Linked DNA regions of Rattus norvegicus: region 2 is linked to region 1. The links are chromatin contacts, called in public Hi-C maps. All regions are on one chromosome and are shown on one strand. Each heading gives the region's core, a stretch centred on a gene start, on an enhancer-like site or on the middle of the called end of the contact. The rest is flanking DNA. Distances are from core to core; before and after follow the strand shown.

What was found. Hi-C and Micro-C count contacts between places; a contact is called where the count stands out from the background.
Region 2: a Hi-C map of the A7r5 cell line shows a contact between it and region 1, with 5 times the contacts expected there. The contact joins the promoter of Cox6a2 here to the promoter of Pycard in region 1. A contact is called at or near these places in 10 of 12 Hi-C or Micro-C datasets (the A7r5 cell line, the Rat2 cell line, Schwann cells and 7 more).

What each region holds. Positions count from the first base shown.
Region 1 is chr1:192,030,162-192,037,137 of GRCr8, reverse strand. Pycard (PYD and CARD domain containing) reads left to right here and starts at 3,719. Exons shown (of 3, transcript NM_172322.2): 1 at 3,719-4,168; 2 at 4,399-4,455; 3 at 4,678-5,014. The coding sequence starts at 3,898. The coding sequence ends at 4,931.
Region 2 is chr1:192,216,839-192,223,814 of GRCr8, reverse strand. It overlaps Cox6a2 (cytochrome c oxidase subunit 6A2), which reads left to right and starts at 4,099. Exons shown (of 3, transcript NM_012812.3): 1 at 4,099-4,241; 2 at 4,430-4,566; 3 at 4,651-4,845. The coding sequence starts at 4,169. The coding sequence ends at 4,734. It overlaps Itgad (integrin subunit alpha D), which reads right to left. Exons shown (of 30, transcript NM_031691.2): 26 at 6,963-6,976; 27 at 6,679-6,792; 28 at 6,433-6,534; 29 at 5,834-5,944; 30 at 4,951-5,397. The coding sequence ends at 5,284.

The DNA.
Region 1 (6,976 bases), core at 2,470-4,969:
AGAGAGTCTGGAAGGTAAATGTGGCTGGGACTAACATCCCTCTACTCCTGTTTTCCCAGTGTTCCATATCTTCTGAATATGCTTTGTAAGTTCTAGAGCATTTGAAATGTTCTGGCAAACACAGGGAAGTTAATTTCATCATTACACTACCATCCACAACACCCACCTTCCTAGTGGCATTTCAGAGAAGCTAAAGAAGGTATTTTCTTCCTGTATAATCATTCCAAGAAAGAGGCATTTTTTTAGGCCAGAAAAATGGAACTCAGGCATGTTAGGTGAAATCTAGGGAGTCATAGGTGACACATAGATAGAGTTCCCATCTGTGGTTTGCCAATGGTTCCCAGCATGACTTCCGAAAATGTGTTTCCCACTGGGAGGAAAAAAAATAGATACTTGTTGAGGATGCAGGAGAAATTAAACGAGATTGTGTGTTCTAAGTGCTTATAACAATAACTAGAAAAATAGTGAGATTAAAAAAATGGAAGCTAATAATAAGACAGCAATCCAAAAAGGCTTCAAATACAGCAGTGTTGCCAGACAGTGGTGGTACAGACCTTTAATCCCAGCACTCAGGGAGGCAGAAGCAGGTGGATCTCTGAGTTTCAGGCCAGCCTGGTCTACAGAGTAAGTGTCAGGTTAATCAAAGAGATACACAGAAAAATCCCATCTTAAAAAACTAAAGACCAGGGGTTGGGGATTTAGCTCAATGGTAGAGCACTTGCCTAGCAAGCGCAAGGCCCTGGGTTCGGTCCCCAGCTCCGAAAAAAAGAACCAAAAAAAACCAAAAAACGAAAAACAAAAAAAAAAAAAAAAAAAACTAAAGACCAAAAACCAAACAGTAGAACCTTAATATATCCTTTTCAAGTAAAATAGGTTTCTCCAAATTCTTCTGAGTTCATAATGTGCAGAATGATGACAGAGTCCATCCAGTAAGACATCATTTGTCCCTACTGTGGTCCAGTCTAAAACCAACATCAGGGTGATAATTCCAATCTGTGACAGCAAGGGTAACATTTCTCTCGCCCATGTCTCTTACCTTTCTGTGGCATCTTATTAAATTGCTAACACTTCCTGAAATCCCTGGTAAATATCTAAGGCATATGAGTTTGTGTAACTGGTCAGATGTCATCTGATCCAACTTGATCTCCTCTCAACCACCAGAAAGAGTCAGAAGAGTGTGAGGATCTCATTGTTCTTCAGAGGCAACACACACACACACACACACACACACACACACACACACACACACATCCTTCATGCCATTTTCTGCAGCCTCCAAGTTTCAATTAAAAGCAAAGGCCACCTTGTCCAAACAAAGGCTCAGTATATGTAGCTAGAAGCTATACAAGAGTGTGGTAGCACACAGTTGGAATCCCAGCACTTGGGAGGTCAAGGCAGAAGGAAGGTCATCTTCAACTACAAGTTTGAAACCATACTTCATAAAACCAAAATAAATAAATAATGTGGTTTCAATGCAAGCCTGAAACTCAAGATCAGTCTCTGGAATCCATGGTGAAAGAAGAGTGTTAATTCCTAAATGCTAGTCTGTAACCTCTATGCACATCAAACCACAAATACAATCATACCAAGACACAATAAAAAGAATTAAAATATATACACATGTATATTTCTATAATTCTAGGATCAGAACTCTTTGTCATTCTATAAAGGCTCCTCAAGGCTAAGTCAGTGACAAGCCCAATGCTGGGTATTAGCCAGAAGTAGTCCAGATCTGGTTTCTGCTCTCAAGTTCTCAGACTTTACAAAAAGTAAACAGACATTATAAAAACTATGGTAGAGACATGAGGAACATCATAGAGAGAAACCAGAGGGTGGAAATAGCAGGAGAAGGCAGGTTGAGAACAAAAATAAAACAAATAAATGCATGGGGCCCTAGGTTTGACCAGTTATTTTTAAAAAGACAGAAACTAAACTGCTAAGCTATCAGACAATATGCAAGGTGCTCTGGACCATTCTACCTGGGTCCACCTTCCCTTTTGTACATGGGCTAGTTTTTCCATTAAAGAGACTGTCAAAAAGCATATTAAGTGACATTTATGGAGAACTCCAGTCTAAAGGAGAGTTGAAATTACTTAGAAAGGACGACATTTGACTCTGAGGAATCTGGGGAATCCCCAAGAATAGGAAAGGGACAACATCCTTTGTGTAAGTTATAAAGATGTATTCTTTTGGCCATAATGATCTGGAAATTGTGGCAGGACCAATGAGACGCCATAAACCATGAGTCAAGGAACACTGACTATCTCACCACAATTGCTGCTGGGATACCATGCCACAAGGATGGAGACACCTTGTCACCCTGCAAACTTAATCCTCATTTTAAAGTATCAACAGGTAGAACCCTGACAGTCCTGGTGGTACACACCTTGATCCAAGCACTTGTGATGCAGAGACATGTGGATCTCTGTGTTCTAGGCCTGATCTGTAGAGTTCCAGGTCAGTCAGGGCTACATAATGGCACCCTGTCTGGAGGAAGGAGGCACCTTAAGCACCTTAAGCCAGATGTGATAGAATACACCTACTACAATTCCAACCAGTCAGTGAGGTAAGCAAAAGGGATCAGGAGTTCAAGACTAGCCTAGATTACACAACAAGACCTTATCTAAAGTAAATAAATAGGCAAGCCATTAAGTAGTGATTAGGTAGAATGCTCCTGGCATTATAACCTCACCCCCCCCCAAAAAAAAGACCCCAAGACTATGTTAAGTAGCAGTAATATGATCTAGATGATTAGATTGAGGACTCTTAAACCTGGTCTTTCAGAGGAAATAACATTTAACCTAAGGCCTAAAGACTCAAGCTTTTGTTAGAGAGGGAAGTGGTTTCAAGACTTAGGGAAGAGTATGAGCAGACTTGAAAAGGCAACTTTTCAAGAGAAACTGAGAGTCCTGTGTGGCTGGAGCTTGAAGATAAAGGTAAACTGGTAGTATAGTATAAAACAAGACTGAATCGATCAAAACTGGGGTGTACCAGTAGACCCTTCCCAGCCATGTTTAAAGCAGGTTATGAATTCTTAGAGCAGGCTCCAAGGTCATCCTAACCAGCCCGAGTAAGGAGTAGCTAGCTCTCCACTCAGGTCTCTCTTCACTTTCGTGTTTTATCTAGTGGTGATTGTCATCACACTACAAAATATTTAACTACTGGGGAACTTGGTAGGATTTCAAGAAGCCTTAGCCCTTCCAACCCAACCATCATGACCCCAGTGAGACAGAGTGACGAAAATGTTTAATAAATGTAGCTGAAAGTAAGGTGAAGACATATAGTCACACTCTTTTCATCCAAGTCTGTGGAATTCAGGGCGCTTAGTGTTCTAGCTGTTAAAACTCTAATATCCAACGGCATGTGAGAGGATCCTAAGATCTGGGGAAACGAGATTCAGGGCATCTAGATTTCCAAGATTCTAAGCTTCTATGCTCCAAGAAACAACAGAAACAGCAACAGCTGGTTTACAAAAAAGCTCTATTTGAGCCTCTCAGAAACTCAGGACCTGCCGGAGTAACAATTTAGCTCCACCCTCTGTCCCCACCCGACATCCTCTGCCGACCCAACTCCACTTTCGGCAGCCTAGAAAAAAAGCCAAATTTGAAAGTCTTGGGGCGGAAACCAAAACTAGCTCGCTGGGGAAAGAACAGGCGCTGTAAGTGGAAGAGGGTGGAGTCCTGGCACGCCCATTGGCCTAAGCAGATGACTTCCTGGTCTTGAAGGGCTGGCAGCAGGCAGGCTGCAGCAGGCGAGCTGCAGCAGGCGAGCTGCAGCAGGCGAGCTGCAGCAGGCGAGCTGCAGCAGGCGAGCTGCAGCAGGCGAGCTGCAGCAGGCGAGCTGCAGCAGGCTAGCAGCGGCAAGAGTAAAAGGTGACCGCGGCTGCCCACCTGAGCCATGGGGCGGGCACGAGATGCCATCCTGGACGCTCTTGAAAACTTGACAGCGGATGAGTTTAAAAAGTTCAAGATGAAGCTGCTGACAGCGCCAGTGCGGGAAGGCTATGGGCGCATCCCACGGGGGGCCCTGCTGCAGATGGACCCCATAGACCTCACTGATAAACTCGTCAGCTACTATCTGGAGGGGTATGGCTTGGAGCTCACAATGACTGTGCTTAGAGACATGGGCATACAGGAGCTGGCTGAGCAGCTGCAAAAGATTATGGAAGGTGAGTGTGTCCCCTTATTTGTCTACCCTCAACTTCCTGCACACCACCAGAGGCTTGCCTCTTTGGCACTTAACTTTCTGTTCCTCTTGCCATACTGGGGGAAAAAAAAAAAAAAAACTTCCCTTCGTAGACTTCAATTTAGCACCCTGGGTGGAGTGGGAGTCAACCCCGAAAGACTGTTGAAAAAGGGAAAAGAACCATCTGGCATTTTTTTTTTCCTTTTTTTGCAGAGTCTGGAGCTGTGGCTACTGCAACCAGTGTCCCTGCTCAGGGCACAGCCAGAACAGGTGAGGCCTCCCCACCCTACCACACCCTTGCACAGCCTATCTATTGTGCCTAGTTGGGAGGCAGACTGGACTAATGACCCTGCCTGCCTTCCTACTACCCACACGTTTTTAGAAGAATGTACTTTGTCTAGGTAGTCATGGTGGGTGGTTTGCCTTGATTCTCCAGCCCTATTTAGTAAATTTTGAAGCAGTATTAAATATCATTATCACTTCCACCCTCAGAACATTTTGTGGACCAACACAGGCAAGCACTCATTGCCAGGGTCACAGAAGTTGATGGTTTGCTGGATGCTCTGTATGGCAATGTGCTGACTGAAGGACAGTACCAGGCAGTTCGTGCAGAGACCACCAACCAAAACAAGATGAGGAAGCTCTTTAGCTTTGCTCCAGCCTGGAACCTGACCTGCAAGAACTTGTTCCTTGAGGCCTTGAGGCAAACACAGCCCTACTTGGTGACAGACCTGGAACAGAGCTGAGGTATCTTTTCCAGCTACACATCTAGCTCCTGGTTTTGTATACAAAATTTTCTAAAAACAAGTTTGTATTTGTGTTTTCTCGACTCTCGGATGTCTGTGCTGAGCTAAGCTACATTTCCAAAGGCCACATGGGCTAAGGGGTGTGGCTCAGTGGTAGACCATATGCCTAACAGGCGCAGATCAGTCTCTAACACCAAAATTCCAGACTCAAGTTCTTGCTTCACTGTCCCAGACCAAAGGTTTCTCAAATGATTCCTGGTTTCCCCATTTGGGAGTTTTTTCCCCATATTACCCGAAAAGTCTACCTTTGAGTACACATTATCCAGGTCAAGTTAAAAAATGAGAGGAGGGGTTGGGGATTTAGGTCAGTGGTAGAGCGCTTACCTAGCAAGCGCAAGGCCCTGGGTTCGGTCCCCAGCTCCGAAAAAAAAGAAAAAAAATGAGAGGAAATGGGAGTCAGGTAATGGAGGTGGCACACCTTTAATTCCAGCACTCAGGAAACAGAGACCTTTGTAAGTTCCAGGACAACCAAGGGTATGCAAAGAAACCCTGTTTCAAAATTAGGTATGTATGTATATAGGTAGGTAGGTAGGTAGGTAGGTAGGTAGGTAGGTAGGTAGGTAGGAAGGAAGGAAGGAAGGAAGGAAGGAAGGAAGGAAGGAAGGAAGGAAGGAAGGAAGGAAGGAAGGAAGGAAGGAAGGTAGGTAGGTAAAGGTTAAGAAAGAAAAGCATCTAGAAACAAACCAGTTCATAGAAGACTTTGTTGTGTGGGGACTCCAAGCTGTCTAGATGAGGCTGGCCTCTAACTTTAGAGATCTGCCCACCTCTGCCTCCTGAGTCCTGAGATTAAAGGCATGCATCACCATGCCCAGCCCCAGCCTTTTTTTTTTATTTTTTTTAATTATACAAATGGATCGGGATGGGAGGCTGTGCATGCAGTGCCCACTGAAGCCAGAAGAGGGCGGCACCAGATTCCCTGGAACAGGAGTTCCAGGCTAAGCCTCCACATGATGCTGGGAATTTAACATGGGTTTCCCCTGGAAAGAGCAGTCATTACTCAATTACAGAATCATCTCTCCAACACCAAGGGCTTACCCTTTTTTAAAGAAATTAAGATTGTATCGTATGAATATGAATATAGGTGCATGTTTACACAGAAGTTTGAAGACAAACTCGGGAGTCAGTTCTCCATTTTTTACCTTAAGGTAGGGAGTTCCTCTTTCTGCTGCATACTAACTGTCTGGGCTGTGAGCTTCAGAGCCATTCTGTTTCTGACCCTCATCTGTACTCTGAGGTCTCTCAGCAGTGTTGGGATTAACAGGTATTGCCATCATTCAGGGGACAGGAGACAGAGGCAGGGTGCAGACATGGAAGAGAAGCCCTCTACAATTGAGTTCATCCCCAGCCCAGTAGCTACTCTTGCAAGTGTTATTTATGGTGGTCCTACCTATGGAGTCAAGGTCTCATTACTCCTACACCCTTCTAGCTTAAGTAGGGCTGGGATCAAAGGCTAAGGCTACCATGGCCAACAAGTTCATGTGAAATTTTATTAGTGATTGAAGAGGATAAAAAAAGGTCTTTTATTGGTATGTCCAGTCTATTAAAAGGGTCCTTTTTGAAAATATAGTGGCAAGTTTACTTTGTCTTAGAGATAATGAGACTGTTCTCTGAGCCAATGGGTGTGCCTTAGAACAGGCCGAGATAAGCAGACTAAGGCTTTCCAGAGTTGTACTCCCAAGTGTTTACCACTGGTCTATGTGGAAAAGTGTATATAGGAAAGAAGATGGGGTTAGATGGGGCTTAAGGATCAAGCTTGAAGATAGGTGTCATAAGAATCTGTTGGTTACTTAGGTCCTTAGTCTAGAAGCAGGGAGGTCAGATCAGAGGCCTGTTACAGCTAAGAGGCTTTAGAATAGAGCAGCCTGGGGAGTGAAGGTAGTAGGTGTTTGGTATTCTGGGCCTCCTTGGTACCTCTACCTCTCCTGTGAAAATAGTGTAATTATGGAAAAGGTCGAAAATGGGCTGGGCATGGTGGTGCCTACCTT
Region 2 (6,976 bases), core at 2,850-5,349, 190 kb before region 1:
GCCGCAAAGCCAATTTATATCTCCCATGAAACAGTCATCTGCAAATGTCACAAAGCTGTCAAAGGAAAGCCTGAAGCTGGCAAGGCAGAGGAAGTTTGAAAGTAAACAGAAGTTTACCAATCTGAAACATATTTAAAATTGAATATTTTAAGCAATAAAAAGTATAAAAAAGGGGTTGGGGATTTAGCTCAGTGGTAGAGCACTTGCCTAGCAAGCGCAAGGCCCTGGGTTCGGTCTCCAGCTCCGAAAAAAAGAAAAAAGAAAAAGAAGAAAAAAAAAGTATAAAAAAATAAGACCTGGTTATGGAGAATTCAATGCTTGAATAAAACGGGTTCAATTTACAATATGTGTGCTATGTAAGAGTAATTGGCTGTTATCCTTTCATAGCAGGACATCCCCAAGTTCAAGTTACAGCCTTTCTTTTGCATGGGATGCAGACTCCATCAGAGTTGCATGCTAGCCTCAATGCAAGACACAGAAGCACCGGGAAATAAGACTTGCTGAGTCTATGGCTCCTGTCCTGGTCCTGAGAAATCTCCTCTTATCTGTAGGGAACATGGATTCATTACTCCCCATGCCTCACATGATGGGGGTGGGGTGGGTGGTGGATTCTCTTGCACAGTAGAGGATCTTGGGGTCTCAACCAGAATCCTAAAGATCTCAAGCAAGGAAGGCTCAAATAGCAGTTTGGTTTTTGAACTGTCACACGATGATGCTGTAAACAGAGGCTTGTGGTACGTAATGGGACCTGTGTGTAGTTCAATTGCTATGTCCTCCAGTATGCATCCAATTCCCCTCCTTCTTAGCAAAGGTTATCCCAGGGCTGAGAGCCCAATGCCTGATTTTATAAGGAGTCCCAGGGCAGTTCCAGATAAGTATAGCATAGATGCTCTGCACAGGACCACAGCACAACAGGTTGAACTCTGGACACTCATTTAAACACTAAGTTACAGGGTCATCATGTGGGCCCACCATGCCTGGGTAAAGACAGCAACCCCAACTAAGGAAGGAGAGACCTGGACTGCAAAAGTCCACCCAGTCCAGCCTCTCCAGGTCACCATCCAGAGAAGAAGGCAGACTCATCAACCCTGCTCCCACTTCACCCAGAAGCCGGTGCTCACCACATGGCAGAAGTTTGAAGAACTGTACAGCCCTGCTCCTGTTGCAAACCAGCGAGCTGATGGGTCTCTGCACAGAAGGATCGTGAGGAATTCAGCAGGGGACAGTTGGAGATGGTAATCACTGTGCCTTCTTCTTCCCTTTGGACTTTAATGTTATCTATAGGCCTAGTTACCATAGCTCCAGGGTGTGAAGCCTGGCTAAAAGAATTATATTAGCTTTGCTGTATCTGTGAATGACAGACACTCTGGGAAAATTATTTTCTTTCATTAATGATTTATGCCTGGCTATATATTCAAATAACAGCCTGTCACTGAAGATGAATGTTCTCTAAAAATGATATGGGACAGGTTATTTCTGTGTCACATCTACCTTTTGTTCTGAGTCTGATTTCCCCTCTAGCATGTGGTGACTTTGGCAGGAACCCATAAAATTTCTGCTAACAATTCTATGTAGTGCATAAGAAAGATTGGCATAGGCCATCCCTCCATGCCCTGTGTCACCACCACTTGGTAAATGACTAATAAAAGGCTTGGGTGTTGCACAGCGGGGCTTAGCAGTTGGTGAATGTGGTGACATTTTTAAGAATTCTGAAATTTTGGATTCTTTTTGACAACACAGAAATATTATATGAATGTTCTTCCAAAAGTCCACTCCACACTAGCTGGCTATGATTTGCCTCGTGCTCTAACAAAGGCCTGGTTTTGCCAGCTGCAGATAGTTTCTGCTGCTGCATGACCTTTCGGAATCCTGGGAACTTTCCAGAAGATACATAAATGTAAAGGCCCTGAGAGGCAGGCTGATCATTTAAGGGGTTGGTTGTGGTTTGTTAGTAGCCATGGTCAAAGAAGAAACAAAAGGAAAGAAATTCGGAGATTTTCCCCCAAGTCCTCTCTCCCCTCTATCCTGGTTTCTCTCATATCTAGGGTTAGGGGATAAAACCAGGGGAATAAAGGGTGGGGAAAAGAAGAATCCACAAAGTATCAAAGACCATCTACAGGTGAATTTGGTTTTTTCTCTGTCTGAAGCAAAGAACAAACTTCCAGGCCTGGGAATGTAACTCGTGCATGGTGCAAGGGAGCTGCAGTTGCTACAGATGTTACAGGTGCAGATGCTAGCTTTCTCACACAGAAACAGTTAAGGCAAAACCCAGTTGGATGTGGTGGCATGCACCTGGAAAAACAGCACCAAGGAGGACTTAGGATCCAAGCCAGGCAGGGGTACTCAGTAAAAACCAAACAAAAGAAAAAAGAAAGAAAAAATGGCCAGGAGTGTGAGTTTGTCTGGTGTACCTCGCCTCTAGGTTCAGCCCCCAGCGGCACAGGAATCAAAAACATAACACAAGAACTACCATCTGGAGAAAATCTTAAGGAAAGATCTCCAGGTATGTTTGCAAGAGCACCACACGATGGCGGTAGAGGACAGGAGTGACCTTTGTAGCACTCACCAAGTGGTTGCAAGGAGCAGAGAAGGCAGGGAGGGAATTCTCAGCAAGCCTCTGAGAGGCTACTTTGGAGGAAAGGGGGACCTAAACTCTCTGTAAGTAAAAATCTCCCTCTTTCCGTTTTCTTCAATAGCTACAATGGAACCTAATAGGAGGAGATTAGAGGGAACTGTGTATGGGGGCTGGGGAGGTTGAATGACAGGAAAATTTAAAGTCCCATTTCCACAGCAGTCCTAAAAACCCAACGGGGCAAAAGTGAAATTCTTCCCAAAATGGGAAGAATTCATTACGGAAAGAGGAACCTGGGTAGGTGAAACTATTCTCTTTCTATTGCATTTAATTATATGTTTATGGGAGGGGGCGCTGGGAGCATGACGATCTCTTACCTTCTGTGTCTTAGGGATCAAACACAGAATGCCAGGCTTACCAGCAAGCACCCTTACCGCTGAGCCATCTCACTAGCCCAAGATTAAAGTAAATAAGGAGTATAGGTGTAGAAGAGTCCTTTCTTGAAAGTGTACCGATTAGAAACATCAAACTTTGCTCAGAGCTGGAAGCATCCTGTTAGACTATAAATCTGAGCACGGTACAGTTCACACCTGAAATGGCAGCACTGATGAAACTAAAGCAGGAGAGTCATGAGTTCGATTCCAGCCTAGACTGCATAGTGAACTCCAATCATAGAGAGGAAGAACAGAAAGCCCGATGGCTGAGAATATAGCTCGGGCTACAGAGCTCCGGCTCTTAAGTCTTTCCCCACTCTGCCTTCAAGCTTCTTGGGCTGGCTAGATGAATCAGTGGGCAAAGGTGCTCACTATACAAGCATGGTGACCTGCTCTTGGCTCCCAGAAGGAGAGAACAAACCATAAAGTTGTTCTCTGAGCTCACATGTCTGAGCACACACACCAATACTAAATAAAATACAGCAATCACCAAGACTAAGCTCAGTGGAGGAACATTTAATTAGCGTGCACGCAGCCCAGGGATTCAATTCCCAGCACTGATAAATAATTTTTAAAATGGGCACTTAATGAATTTTAGGTATATTACATGTCTACCCTGTGCTAGCCATTGAGAACAGAATATTAAATGAAGTCATTAAAGATAAGTGCCACCACACTGGGCTTGTGTAGCAGTAGGGAAAGAACTCAGGGCATTATGGGTACTAAGTAGGCAGACACTCCAGGCATTTTACCAACCGAACTACACTCCCACCCCGACCCCCACCCCATTTTAAAATTTTGTTTTAAAGATGGGATCTTAGGTTGTTCAAGCTGCGCTCAACTTCACTAACTTGACCACAGTGGCCTTGAACTCTGATCTTCCTGCCTACCTGTTTCAAGTGCCGGGCCGACAGGCTTGTATGGCCAAGCCAGGGGCGTATTTCACTTTAAATGTTCCCTTGCCAAAATAAAAGGCACATTGCATCAGCTGCCAGAAGAGGATCTCCTTCCAGTCAAGACCCACTTTAGTCAGAGAAAGTCCCTAAAAATAGCCATCCATGTGCCGGCTCAACAGGTGATTGGCTGCGAGTGGGGAGGAGATCCCCTAGACTGAGTGAAGGAGACAGAGAAGGACAGTGCCATTCCTAGCCTCCCTTCAACAATGGCTCTGCCTCTTAAGGTCCTCAGTCGGAGCATGGCCAGCGCATCCAAAGGAGACCACGGAGGCGCAGGAGGTAAGTGGGGCCAGGCCTGAGGGAGATTTAGTAGCCTAGCCCATTTGTTTTCTTGGCCCCTGCCTTCCCCTCCCTCCCTTTCCTGGCTCCCCTCTCCTGATCTACCAGGCACCGATCTTTCAGACCTCTAGGCCCAGTGATAACTTTTACCTGTGAATCTGCTCTCACTCCCACCTTTGCTCTCCCAGCCAACACTTGGCGCCTCCTGACCTTTGTGCTGGCTCTCCCCAGCGTAGCTCTCTGCTCGCTTAACTGCTGGATGCACGCTGGCCACCATGAGCGCCCAGAATTCATCCCCTATCACCACCTCCGCATCCGAACCAAGGTATGCCAGAGGGTGAATGAGTGAGAGCATGCAGGGGAATTCCAGGGGAGGGACCACAGTGACCAGTCTGCCTTCTCTCCACAGCCCTTCTCCTGGGGGGATGGGAACCACACGCTTTTCCACAATCCCCACGTCAATCCTTTGCCCACCGGCTACGAGCAGCCTTGAAGACTCAGCAGACGTACTCTGCCACAGTCTCCAAACTGACCTCCATACCGGCTCTAAGGGCCCCTGAGGTTCCAGTGGACAGTTCCAAGCGCAATAAAGGTGTGAAACTTTGGTGTCCTCTGATTCTTTGGGAACGGCATGGCAGAGAGGCTGGGCAGGCCATAGGGTAGGTCATATCTCAGTTCAAGTTATTTTTAATATAAAGAAAATGTGGTGTTTCCCCCTGCATTTTCATATTTATTTTTTAAAAAATACATACAAGCAACACATTGGATACTGAGCATACTCCTGTCAGTCTATATTGGGTGCTAAATCTTCTCCATATGTAAATTTATGCTGACCCCATCCCTGCTCTTGCAAAAAAAAGTGGATCAGCACTGAAGTCTGACACTTCGGCAAAAGCATAAAAATCTCCCATCTCAGGAGGTATGACATCACGCCTGGGACGTTCCCCAGGCTAGTCCAGAGCTGTAGGGAACTCGTTCCCATGCCAGTAGACTCATAGGCAGGACCAATCTTCATTGCAGAGATAGGCAGGAGAGTGGATTCCTAGCTCACGAGATATGGAGGAGTCTCACAGCCGAAATCTGCCTGGCCGGCTGTGACAGGATCTGCAGCCTTGCCGTCCAGCATTTCTTTGTACTGACGTTTGAAGAAGCCAAGCTATAAAATAATAAAGTCAGAAAAACTGGGTAAGAAGGAAAGGGAGAAAGTAGAGGAGTTGAAGATAAGAAAGAAACTAAAATAACTTCCAGCTGTGTGCCAAGCAGTTGTGTGCACAGCGTCATGTATGGAGACAACCGTGTGCCGAGCAGTCGTTACACCCTTAACTGGGCGAGAAAGGCATAGGCTCATGGTCAGGCACATTTACACATGGAGTGTCTATGTCACTTCAGCCGTTCTGTGACCTGAGTCTTAATTGTTATTTCAAAAAGGAGAACTGGAAAAAGACCAAGCAAATCTAAGTGATGGGGACAGAACATGTGGCCAAGCTGCCCCATGACCACGATCTGAGTTATCACTGTCCTATCTTGTACATGGCAGAGCTGCTGGCAGACACTAGTTGTGTTAGGAAAATGACTTGAAAACAACAGTTCACCTTGTACAGTACCACTGTGATGAGAGCCAGTAACAGCAGACCTCCCACCGAGCTGCCCGCCACGAGGAAGATGGGCTCATAGACCACGTATTCTTCTAACGTTGTCTCCACCTGATTTGAAAATCAGTGAGTGCTTATTCTTACATACACACACAGAGAGACACACACACAAACACTCATATACACGCACACACACATACACACACTCATACACACACACACATACACACACTCATACACACACACTCATACACACACACTCATACACACACACTCATACACACACACTCATACACACACTCATACACACACTCATACACACACACTCATACACACACACTCATACACACTCATACACACACACACTCATACACACACACTCATACACACACACACACATGCACAAACACACACTTACCCCCACTCACTGGCCAAGACCCATGAATGCTTCCAACCATTGAGCTACAGAAACCTTCATGGATTCTGTGCATCTAGGAACCTTCATCTTCTGTCCAATCTGGCAAATCCCACAGCTAACACTACAGACTGAACATCGGAGCCCTCTCACCAGCCTGGCTCCCGCCTGCCACAGTCACTACCTGGGCTCTCAGAAATGCCTCCTGTCCTGGCAGCTGGGAGTACACAGATGTGTCGAAAGTGATTTCAGCCTCACTCACAAGCAACACCTTTTCCTGCAATGTCTGCCAAAGAGAGGGTGGGGCAGAGCTGGGAATTAGACCTGGGGGCAGGCAGCTCAGCGTTCAAGAACAGCCCTGACCCAAGGATGCCCCAGACCCATCAGGCACACACGGGCCAGGGGAGCAGCTCTGCCATTGGCTACACACCTGACTGACCCAGCCGAAGCTGAGGTTGCCCCTCAGAATGAAGTCAAGTTCATCCTGGATGCCCAAGGAGGGGATGTCACAGCGGAAGTGCAGGCAGTCAGCAATGGAGCAGTCCTGGGGACAGGAAGGGAACAGAGCTGAGGAGAGGGGGCCTTTCCTTAGAGAGAGACAAAAAGATAAAATAAAGGCTAACACTGAGTAGAGAGTGTAACATCTCAGGCTGACGACACCACTCCAATTCACCAGTACATTCCTGTGTCCCTCAGTCCGTGGGCTTTGCTCACCAGCACAGAACGTC